Linked DNA regions of Mus musculus: all the other regions are linked to region 1. A link is a contact called in public promoter capture Hi-C data. All regions are on one chromosome and are shown on one strand. The core of a region is the stretch at or near the end of the contact, and the rest is flanking DNA. Distances in the headings are between cores, read along the strand shown. Region 1 holds the start of Vezf1 (vascular endothelial zinc finger 1). Region 2 holds the start of 0610039H22Rik (RIKEN cDNA 0610039H22 gene). Region 3 has its middle 48 kb from the start of 4930556N13Rik. Region 4 has its middle 56 kb from the start of C030037D09Rik.

What was found. Promoter capture Hi-C pulls out the DNA fragments that hold promoters and counts their contacts. Capture Hi-C pulls out chosen DNA fragments and counts their contacts.
Region 2: a promoter capture Hi-C map of liver shows a contact between it and region 1, with 5 times the contacts expected there. The contact joins the promoter of 0610039H22Rik here to the promoter of Vezf1 in region 1. A contact is called at or near these places in 5 of 39 promoter capture datasets (the C10 cell line, hippocampal neurons, liver and 1 more), 1 of 484 Hi-C or Micro-C datasets (CD4 T cells), 1 of 115 datasets of contacts at active chromatin or transcription factors (large pre-B cells) and 2 of 9 other capture datasets (adipose tissue and liver).
Region 3: a promoter capture Hi-C map of stem cell-derived epiblast-like cells shows a contact between it and region 1, with 8 times the contacts expected there. The contact joins the enhancer-like site here to the promoter of Vezf1 in region 1. A contact is called at or near these places in 12 of 39 promoter capture datasets (the C10 cell line, the SN4741 cell line, cranial neural crest and 6 more), 1 of 15 datasets of contacts at CTCF or cohesin (the NIH/3T3 cell line), 2 of 484 Hi-C or Micro-C datasets (embryonic stem cells and muscle stem cells) and 7 of 115 datasets of contacts at active chromatin or transcription factors (craniofacial prominence, embryonic basal ganglia, embryonic forebrain and 4 more).
Region 4: a promoter capture Hi-C map of cranial neural crest shows a contact between it and region 1. The contact joins the enhancer-like site here to the promoter of Vezf1 in region 1. A contact is called at or near these places in 4 of 39 promoter capture datasets (the SN4741 cell line, cranial neural crest, liver and 1 more) and 3 of 115 datasets of contacts at active chromatin or transcription factors (embryonic basal ganglia, embryonic forebrain and embryonic hindbrain).

The regions. Positions count from the first base shown.
Region 1 is chr11:88,066,838-88,069,537 of GRCm38.p6, reverse strand. It overlaps Vezf1 (vascular endothelial zinc finger 1), which reads right to left and starts at 1,259. Exons shown (of 6, transcript NM_016686.4): 1 at 1,105-1,259. The coding sequence starts at 1,137.
Region 2 is chr11:88,617,948-88,620,647 of GRCm38.p6, reverse strand. It overlaps 0610039H22Rik (RIKEN cDNA 0610039H22 gene), which reads right to left and starts at 1,397. Exons shown (of 3, transcript NR_131025.1): 1 at 878-1,397. All of the region lies in intron 5 of Msi2 (musashi RNA-binding protein 2), which reads left to right.
Region 3 is chr11:88,802,005-88,804,704 of GRCm38.p6, reverse strand. No RefSeq gene overlaps it. Among named protein-coding and RNA genes, the nearest start is that of 4930556N13Rik, 48 kb to the left of the region's middle. Within about 2 kb of position 1,299, at least 20 of the 459 cell types and tissues checked have an H3K27ac peak or open chromatin away from gene starts, as enhancers often do. A contact at or near this core is called in muscle stem cells, where this site is marked.
Region 4 is chr11:88,773,793-88,776,492 of GRCm38.p6, reverse strand. No RefSeq gene overlaps it. Among named protein-coding and RNA genes, the nearest start is that of C030037D09Rik, 56 kb to the right of the region's middle. Within about 2 kb of position 1,437, at least 10 of the 459 cell types and tissues checked have an H3K27ac peak or open chromatin away from gene starts, as enhancers often do.

The sequences.
Region 1 (2,700 bases), core at 10-2,509:
TTCAGTTCTGAAGTTTCTGCATGTGCTTATCTCTACTGCTCATCAATGCATTTGCAAACAGAAAGGAAGCAGAGGGGGGAAAAAGTTCCAATCAGGGGTCCCGCATTAAAGTGGTAGGAGAAGGGTATGGCTGAAGTATCCGCTAACATTAGCTTTGAAGTTTCTGGCAAAAGGAAAAAAAGAAGAAGCGAAGACCCCCATACTCCCTATGAGTGACTCATCTAGGGGCTTTGTAAGCGGACTTTGCGCTCCCTCTCCGCTTCCCGTCGCCCACTGGGCCGGAGCGAACGTTCGAGCGGGTCGCGGAGCGAGACTAGCGAGACACGCTCCGGGGAAGGTCGGGCCTGCAGGAGTCCCGGCCCCCGCCGCTCCCCGCCCCCGCCCGGCCCCGCCGGCTCGGGGATTCCCCAAGCTCAATGGGACCGCAGAAGCTGGACAGAGGCGAGGGGACCAGTTGCCAGGGCTCGCCCAGGACTTGGGCTAGGAGCGGAGAAAAGTTTGCAGAGGGGAACCACGCTCGCAACACCCCCCGTCGGGTCCACCCGAGGGGGCGGCGAGAAGGGGGAGTGGCGGCGAAGCCAGAGATACCCGCTATTCGCGGGATGTGGGAGGAGGGTCAGAAAGTCAACACACAAGCACACACACACAAAAAGAGAGAGGTGACGCGAAAAGCGCAAGCGAAAGATGGATGGGTACTCGGAGCGGGACCCGGAGACCCCCTCGCTGCGCCGCGCGGCCCCGCTCGGGCGCGCAGTGGCCGAGCGGCCCGCGCTCCACAGCGGCCCGGCGCCCTCCTTTCTCTGGGCCGCGGGGTGGTGACAGCGGCCGGCCTCCTCCCTTCCCCTTCGGGGCGGGAGGGAAGGGTGTGTGTGTGCGTGTGTGCTTGGGGGGGCCCGGGTTCACCCCGAGGCCTGCTTCTCCCCCGCACCCCGCGAGGCCGCCTCCTTTCACCTCGGCGGCCGGGCTCCGCCGGAGCGGGCGGGCGGAAAAACAAAGGGGGATTAAGGCCGGGCCGGAGAGCGGAGCCGGGAGGGGAGGAGCGCCCGCCCGCCCGAGCCCGGCCCGGCCCCCCTGGCCCCCCGACCCCCCCGGGGCCCCCAGATCCTGGAACAGGAACGCGGTCCAGTTGGCCTCCATGGCTGCGGCGGCCGACCCCCCTCCTCCCCACTCCCCCCGCTCGGGGAGCCTCCTCAGGCGGAGGAGGCGACAACAAAGCGGCGGCGGCGGCGGCGGCAGCGGCAGCGGCGGCTCCTCAACATGGCAGCGCCGAGCGCGGCCACTTCCGGTAACCTCCGGGACGCACCACCGCGGCGGCGAGCGCGGGCGGGGGGGGAGCCCCGGCCCGGCCGCCGCCGCCCCCAGCCGCTTCGACCCCCTCCGGGCGTCCCCGCCGCCGGCGCGCCGCCTCGGAGCTCAGCCAGTGCCCGCGGGCGGTGGGGTCAGGGAGCCCGCGCGGGGGCTGGGGTGGGGCCGGGGGCGGGGATGGGGTGCGGCGTCCCCCCCCGCGGGGGTGTGTGATGCTGCGGTCCGTGGCTCAGGCAGCTGGAGCAGGGGGAGCGCAGGAGAGAAGATGGAGGACGCCAGGGTCTGGCGCTGGCCCGCTGGGCACAGCTGGGCTGCCTCTCGTGACTCTGCCTTGGTACCCGGCGGCGTCGCGTCCCTCTCATACCCCCAGCGGCAGTCAGGGCTTCGGTTGGTCACCTGGCTGTTCAATCGGTCAAGCACATCACAGCTTCCACCTACGAACTAGGATGCTAGCTTCTAGTGTCCCCTACCCTCGGGTATTTTTATTCCTGACCAGCTAAGCCCTCACTCAGCGCTCTTGCCATCGCCCTTTGCGTGGTCTTCCAATTTGAGCAGGGAATTCCACTAGGGTACAGCCTTAGAAGCGCCTACTGTGGAGGGAAACACTTCCCACGCGTTCAGATGTCATTACTGGGTTATTCTTGGGTGACGGGACCGCTTTCCCATCTTTCCCTTTCATTCCAGATACAGGAAATACTTAAAAACCCCTCTCCCGCCAGGATTAAAAACAAACAATAAAAACGAATGAGAAAGTATAGAGGCAAAATATTTTAGTCTTTTAGTACATTTTTCAATTCCTGCAGCACACGCACACACAAGTCAGACTTCTGGTTGGACAGCGTCAGATGTCACTGAGGTGACCCCAGCCTGTTTGCAGTTCCCAGTCGTCTGTGTAGGAGTCAGCCACTGCTACTGGTTGGAATCTGTAGATCGTAAGCCCATATGATGTCTTGAATGTTTTCTATCCTTTCCTCACATAGAGGTAGCTACTGTGAATATCAGAGACAAGCTATTATTAAACATATATCTAGTCCAAAGAATCTGTGGTGGGGAAATGAGGGGGCAGGCTCCATCTATGATATTTTTATAAAATGTTAAAAAATAAAACCAACTCCTCAGATGTGCACATTATTTCAGAACTTCAACATATTTCAAACTGACTCTTATCCCCTCCAGACAGTTTTAATAAAAGACATATCTTCAACTTCATATATATGTATGTGTGTGTATGTATGTATGCATATATATATATCATATTCATATATATATGAATGACTGATTCAAAAACCATAGTTGCAAAATTCTATGGGAATAGAAACTGAAGAGGTATGGTAATTTGATGTTTTTCCAACCATTAAACAAATATATTTCCCTCCCACTCTTCCATCAGTCACC
Region 2 (2,700 bases), core at 148-2,647, 550 kb before region 1:
TGGAGGCGAGCCTGTGCCTTGCGGATGCCAGATGATGTAGCCGAATGGCTGTCGGCTGTTTATTTGCTAGTCTGTCGTTCTCAACACAGCATTCTTGAGTTCGGGAGGCCCTACACTGTTTGATGTCCCCTCCTCCTCCACCTCTAAATATAACCAGCCAGTCAATCAGTCTTGGCAGCCGTCGGGGCTAGGGCTGTCAGACGGAGTTTGCCTTGGATCCTCTGAACTATTGGCTTGTTTTCCCAGCTTGCAAGTGTATTCAAATAGTGAGATTGGAATTAGCCTTGCAAACATGCCGGCAGGTGGGGCCTCCAGGTTGAGAAGGAGGCAGCGTTTGTGGTGTCAAATGACATTTCTCTCTCCTCCACTCTCTGAAGTGGAGCAGGGGCTGAGTTGAGCGAGGGAGTGGTGGCTTTCACGCTTAGTGAGCAAGATGCGTGGGTGTGTTTTCCTGAATTGTGATTAAATTTTTTTTTCTTTTAAATTTTAAGTTGTTGCAAGAGAGAAAATGAGAAACCGGCAGGTGGTGGGGATTACTCGAAGGCTGTGTTGGATGGAGGAGGAGTACAGATGTAGTTTGGGGAGGGGTGTTTTCCCAGGGTATTTCAAGTGGACTCTGAGGCTCCCATCCTGGCCAGGGTTCTAGGTCTTCAGAAAGGACACAGCTTCCTGAACGGGAACAGCCCTTCCTGCTGCTGCCCTGAGGCTATTCCTGTAGGCTAGGAACAGTGTGGCTCCCAGTCCCCCCCCCCCCCCCCGAGGCTTGTTAAAGGGACCTGTGGGTAGCTGCCCGAAGATGCTAAATCCCAACCTGAAAGGCACCAGGGAGAAGCCTTGCACACACATTGCCATCCCTCTCACGCCCAGTTGCTTTTACCTGGAGCTTCATTGAAGGATGCAGTTGCGGTTGTCTGTGGCATGGCCTGGGCACATGGGTCCCTGCACTTCCGCCAACTGTGTGGTACCCTGTAGGCCTGGGCAGCTCTGTGATTGGTGCCAGCAGCAGATGCAATCATCCAATGATGGGCATCCACACTGGGTTCTGTAGGGTTCCGGGTCTTTAGCTGAGTTTAGAGAGGAAGAAGTTAAAGCAGCTCACCCAGGTCCTAGGGGCTCCTGCAGCCCAGAGTTGTCCTATACATGAATCTTCCAGAGGAGTTGCTTTGTGGTCCAGGACCCCTGGTTATCCATGACACCCTTGCATGGGATCTGTAAAGATAATTTTTTTTTCCATAAGAATTCTAAGATCGGTCTTTCATGGATATACAGTGGAATTTTCCAAAGGAAATCTCTACCAAGGATTTCCATCTTGGGCTGCCTCCTGGTCATTTGGTGACATAGTGCTGAATGCTGAGAAAACTTGTCCTAGGTAGGACCTGCTTCGATCCCCTGGTGGACTGTTGGTGTTGGTGCTGGTGTCTTGGGTTAATTTTTTGTGATCGTCGAGGGAGGACACCCCAGAACGTCAACGGGCATCAGTCACCAGCCTTGTTGTTAACTGTGCTTCCTCCTCTGTCACGGGGAGGAGTGTGGGTTCTGAGCAGCTGTGTGCTACAGAGCACTGTAACCCTGAGAGAGGTGGTGACCTCTCTGATCCCCTGCAACCCCTACAAATAGAGCAGGCAAGAAACTGCTGAACAGACAGACATGTGGGCCTCTGCCAGAGAGAGGGGCCCTCCCATTACTGAGTAATTTGTTTTGGGTTAGTCCCCCGAGAGATGGGGGGGGGGCAGGGGCGTGTAGCACCTTCTCAGTTGCTTCTGGCTTTGCAAAGGGACATGATGCAATGCTCACACAAGATGTCAATTAGCTCTGAACTGGGAAGGAAGGGATGAGAGGGCCCAGCCTGTGCCTGGGTAGGGTGCCATTCTGTGAGTTCCTTCATTTCATGTGCTCCTGCGAGCAGAATCTGATACCAAGGATAACAGATGAACAAAAGGGGGGGTACCTTCATTTGTGTCAGGCTGGGCAGGCTTCCTTTCTGGTCTCAATACTGTATCTACAGTGTCCCTAGAGAATGATGGGACTGTGATCTGGAGGGGTTCAGAGGAGAAAGGAGCCAGGGTAACCCTCACCCTCCCTTAACAAGAATAGAAGACAGTAAAGGGCCCCAGAAATAAATAATTGTTAACCAGACTGATTAATCAATAGACTAATTAAAAATCAAACACCTAAGAACACCACGGTCTGGGTTAATTATAAACCAACATTGAGGCGTTAAAACTTGTCCAGCCCATGGCTTTGAATTATTAACTGAATGAGTTAATTTCAAGCCGTCAGCTTAGGTAGCTGTGAGATCCAGGGTTAGAAGGAGGGGAGTTAGTGTGCCCTTTCCTTCGAGGGCCCGCTTTGGCGCCACGATCTTTATCAGTGTTGCTGTTTGCATTTTAAATCAAAATATCCTAAATGTTAGGCAGAGCCTCACACGCTTCAGTAAACTGTGCCGAAGGAGCAGAGCGAGCCAGCAAGAGTTGGCCTACGCTTTTCTTTCCTGTTGAAAGAACGACCGGTCTTAGTATCCCAGCATTCCAGTGGGAGAAAGGGCTCTGATGAATGCTTTCGGTTTGCAGTGATGACCACCCCCCCCCCCCCGCCCCCAATCCTGGCCCCAGCTCTGGCCCTGGCCCCGGCCCCTGTCTTGGTTGCTCTTTAGTGTGTTGGTTGCTCTTTAGTGTATTTTTTTTTCCTCTTTCTGAGATC
Region 3 (2,700 bases), core at 50-2,549, 740 kb before region 1:
ACTCCTTTGACCAGTGTGTGTGTGTGTACACACGGATTTTTTTTCCAAATCCATATTAGTTACAGTGGTGTCACAAAAGCACAAAGATACTAAGAGAAAAAAAAATCTAACAATGGATTTATAGTATTCCTATGTGGAAACCCTGAGAGAATTTACAAGTCCCTTCTCCAATTCTGAAACACCAAAGGAGTGTCCAACAATCAAATTCAATTCTGATACCAGTTATCCAAGACTCCTCAGACCTCCCAAATCAAGGGGTTCTGCAACACCCCAGACTTAGCCACTAGGCACTAGTGCCATGCACCTGACCATAGATAAAGGGGTTTCCACAACTATTTCCTGACCTTCAGTCTTTCAGCAGAGTGACCAGTACTTAGCAAAACACTTTGTGCACCATTCTTTTTTTTTTTTTTTTTTTTTTGCTTTTTTCGAGACAGGGTTTCTCTGTGTAGCCCTGGCTGTCCTGGAACTCACTCTGTAGACCAGGCTGGCCTCGAACTCAGAAATCCACCTGCCTCTGCCTCCCGAGTGCTGGGATTAAAGGTGTGTCCACCATGCCCGGCTTGTGTACCATTCTTAACTGTAAGGCGTGTACCTGGTAGGAACGGAAGAGACACAAGGGTAGTGTGCATGATGAATATGTAAATATTTATCACAGATGGACATCATTGCCCCTCCCTGATCACCATCAGGAGGTGGTGGTAGTTGGTTAGTTCTGATTTGCAGTTAGTTTTTATTGCTCTGTCCAGAATGACCAAAGTTAATTGCCTCCCATCATCACCGTGGTCATGACTTGTGACATCATCTCAGAGTGGCTGTCCAGGGGTTCACATGGTCAAAGAGTCCCTGGAGTCAAACCAGAGCTGACAGCTGTACAGTGATGCCCTGACCTTGACCGTCCTAACATTTACACTAGCTAAACCGGACAATAGGCCTTCGCTTCCCGATTGCTCAGGTCTGAAACGTTAACAACAACTCCAGAGGACGTCGTGCTTACAACGAAAGCTCCGAAGAATTCATTTGAAGAAGCCACTTCGATTAATCTCGCATCTGGATAAAAAACGAAATTTGGGACCTCAATTACCTGATTGAGTCCCACGCAGCCCTCGCCAGCAGTAATATTAATGAGGGCAGCAATCACTTCTCCCACTCCGAGACCCGATTGCAATTCCATCCCCAGCAATCTGTCCTTCAAGTGCACCGGAAGTGGCTCTATTTTCTCCTCTGTTGGAGAGGCTCAGTTCTGAATCCTTAACCCTCTGTGCACCGCTGGCTGTAGAGAGCTCGCGATGCCGCAGTTCCGTGAGTCTGTTACAGTCAGGAGCAGGTGGGGATAATCACAGCCAACACTCACTTGGAAAATAGGCTTCACCATGCCCGCTAATCAACTGAGAAAACTGAGGTTGTTAAAGACGGAGTCTAAGCCATCCAGTGGTGGTGGCGCCGCTGCCGCCGCCGCCGCCTTTAATCCTGGCACTTGGGAGACAGAGGAAGGCAGATCTCAAGTGAATTTAAGGCCAGCCTGGTCTTCAAAGTGAGTTTTAGGACAGCCAGGCCAAGGATGAGAAGTTTAAGGCCAGCCTGTGGTCAGTGAGGGACAGAGATGAGTCAGGGATACTTGACTTTGTCGCCCACCTATGTTTGTTTTCAAAGATTTGCACGTTCCAGGGATGGAAACTTGTCCTTGGTTCATGGTAATGGAGGGTGATGAAGGTAAAGCCGGACTTTGAGGCTTTGTGGGGGGAGAAAGCTTTCTGCAGAGGAGAAGAGAGGCTGGGCAGCCATTCCACTAGCAACCCAAGCAGCAATCTGTGTCCCTGGCCTCTATTCCTCTGAAGCTCTCCTGTGGTGACCCTTGTCAATTATACCACTGGTGAAATATGGGTGGTGTGCTTCCGATCCCGCACCACCTGGTGTGCATCTGGTCAGCTGCCTGGTCACCGGCCATGCAGTCAGAGCGCGAGGAGCCCTCGGAGGAGGTGAATCAGCAGGATGAAGTCCCAGGAGCAAATCCTCATCAACAATGGTCAGGTGGTGGAGGCCAAGGCCGCGCACCAGGACAAGATGGAGAGCCTTCTCCAGCTCTGTACCCCTCAGACGCACCATCTGGCAACTGCTAGCCTGTCAGAAGACAGAGGGCCCTGTGCAAAGGTGAAGGGGGACAGCCTCCCTGCCTTTGCCATTGAAAAAAGAAGAGCCGGAAGGGCCTGGCGATGATCACTTATAATTTCAGTGCACAAAATTAGAGGCAGGTGGACCAAGAGTGCCAGTGAAGGGCTCCATGAGACATCTACTCTCTGACTATGGCCTTTGACTTGGGTCTAAGGGATACATGAGACACCTGCTCTCTGGCTATGGGGCTATGGTCTTTGGCTGGTAGTTAAGGGCTACATGAAACACCCATTTGCTAACTATAACCTTTGACTTGGGCCTAAGGGCTACACGAGGCATCCATTCTCTGGCTATGGCCTTTGTCTAGTTGCTAAGGGCTACATGAGACATCCATTCTCTGACTTTGGCTTTTTTTTTTTTTTTTTTGACTTCATTTTTGTTCTACTTTGATTTTCTGTTACTGTGATAGACACTATGACCACAAGCATTTGTGGAGAAAAGGGTTTATTTCAAATTCCATTCCCGGGACACGGCCCACCTTTGAGGAAGTCAGACAGGAACCGTGGAAGAACACTGCTTGCTAACTTG
Region 4 (2,700 bases), core at 188-2,687, 710 kb before region 1:
GGCAACCCTGCACCAAAGGAACAGCCTCTAGTCATTTACTGATAACAAATAAACCATGAAGAAATTTATTTTAAAACAATTTTTTGGTAAACATATGCTCCTACCACTTACTAAAGATGAAAGCAGATCTGCACACTAATAGGTGTGCTGGTGTATTTAGCTATAACGAATCAAATTTTGCCTGTGGGCTATAAGGCACCTTCAACATTTTTCAGAGATGACCAATATTCTGACTTTATAATTGAAAGTAGTAAGAACATCACTTTATATAAATATCAAGTACAAGGCAGGTTGGAACCATCTTAGAACTTGCTAGAAACCCTGCTCTCATCCCAAGCCAAAATTAATTTAATGTTCTTTTTTTTTTTCCTTAAAAAAATACAACTCAAGTCAGCAGCTCAAACATGAATTTATTTATTTATTATGTGTTTGTGAAAGTGGGTGTGCGTGTGTCACGGCACACAAATGGCAATCAGATGACAACTTTCAGAACTTGGCTTTGGGAGTTGGTGGAACGGTGGGGGGAGAGTTGGGGGGGGGGCGATAAACTGAGGTTGTCCAGCTTGTACAGCAAGCACTTTACCCCCTGAGTCATCAAACAGCAACTTTTAAAATCAGTATGATTCAAGCATACGCTAATTCCATTCTTACAGCCTGAGGAATGACAGCAGGACTAGTCTTCTTTTTCTGTAATCAAGCCACAATCCCCTATAAGAGCAGAAAGCTGTGTGCATGCTAAAAACCCAGCCTTTCATCAGGCAGTGGCCATGAATCCAAGCCCCAGTGTTGCGGGCAATGTTTCTTGAGGCTGCTTTCATGACGTGACAGCATGCACGTCCCATATGCACTTAAAACCAAAGCTACAGAGGTGGACAGGGCCCTTGTGTGTAAAGCCCCCCACCTCATAGGGGTCACCTCAGGAAAGACATAAGACAAACAAGTCACTTGGCCTTTATAAAGAAACACAAGCTGGACAGTCCTGGTGGCCCAGGCCTTTGATCCTAGCACTTGGTTGAGAATTTGAGGACAGCTTGGGTTACCACAGGAGGCCCTGACTCAAATCATCTCAAATAATAAACCAACAAGTAGTGGCTGGAGAGACGGCTCAGCGGTTAAGAGCACTGACTGTTCTTCCAGAGGCCCTGAGTTCAATTCCCAGCAACCACATGGTGGCTCACAACCATCTGTAATGGGATCTGGTGCCCTCTTCTGGTGTGTCTGAAGACAGCTACGGTGTACTCATACAAGGAAAATCAATCCATCAAAAATAAATAAACAAGTAAATAAAAGGAAAACTAAAAAGAGGAGCTTGGGAGATGGTTCCTTCAGTAACGTGCATCCCGTGCAAACATAGGCTCCTAAGCTCAGACCCAGAGCACCCATGTTGAAAGCCATGGGAGAGCCTACATCTTCAGCCTCAGCACCGAGGAGATGGAGACAGGGCGATCCCTGGGGCTCACAGGCCAGCCAGCCTAGCTGAGCTGATGCGTTTTAGGCTCAGTAAGAGATCCTGTCTCAGAAAGTCAGGAGGAGAAGCATTGAGGAAGGAGACATCTGATGTTGGCCCTGGCCCCTCCACATGCACGCACATGAAAGCACACACAAAGAAAAGCAAGCTTCAGCCATCAACTGTGTGTTCTGCCTTGTTTGGTATACAGCTCCAGGCCTTATATAAACACAGGGCTTTAAGGCTGTAAAGAAAATCCTCCAAAGGAAATTTCCCCAAATGGAAAGCTAAGTAGACTGCAGACCCTTGCCCCCTCATACAATAGAGCTGCCTACCGGTTCCAGACGAGCTGATGAATACCACCATCCAATTCTCTCAGACGTTATTGAAGGATCATTTCCTCCTTTGAAATTGAGTGTGTGTGTGTGTGTGTGTGTGTGTGTGTGTGTGTGTGTGTTTGTGTGTATTTCCAAGCCTACAAGCCTCAAAGCAACCACCCCCTCAAATTCCAATTGTGGTGCAGCTGTTTTGTTTTGTTTGAAAGAAAGGAAGAAGAGAAAGAAGGAAAATAATTAGAAATTGCTTTTACCTCCCTGAGAGATAAAATCCAAGATGCTAAAATAGCCCAAGATGAGAAAAAATGCACCATCCAGTATGTGTCTCAAGCACAGGGACAGGAGAGTGGAGTGGCTGACCTTGGGCTTGGTGTCTAGGATCCCTTTCACAACAACGCTGCACAGGCTGGGTGCCCCATCAACTGGAGCTGAACAACCGAGTTCCCATGATGCAATTTGCTGGCAGGAGGTCAGCTAGGAGAGCACGCACTACTCCTCAAGAGATGTGTTCCTTATCATTGTGAAACTTTGTGAGCTATTGTTGGTGTCCTGGCTGCTGAGAATTGCTGCAGCTTGTTATCTTTGGCTCATGTGTTTGATGTCAGGTGCATGTTGGTGGACGCAGTGATGGTGGATTGAGTGTATGTTTTACTTGCTATTAAAAATTCTTCTCGTGTGAGTCATGGAATTCTGGTGATAATGAACCATGGCTCTTGTTAATCCAAGTGAACGAACACTGGAGTTGTAGGTAGAAGATGTGGGGAGCTTCCTGGAGGGGAGTCAAAGCCCACTAGGGCAGATGCTCAGCTTGGCCTCTGGAACCAGGGAGGCCTCAAGTTCTTAAGGCACAGTGCTTCTGAGGCTCACAACAGAGCTTAATGCTCACAACAGAAGAGTAGAGCATCTTGCTAAAGCCCT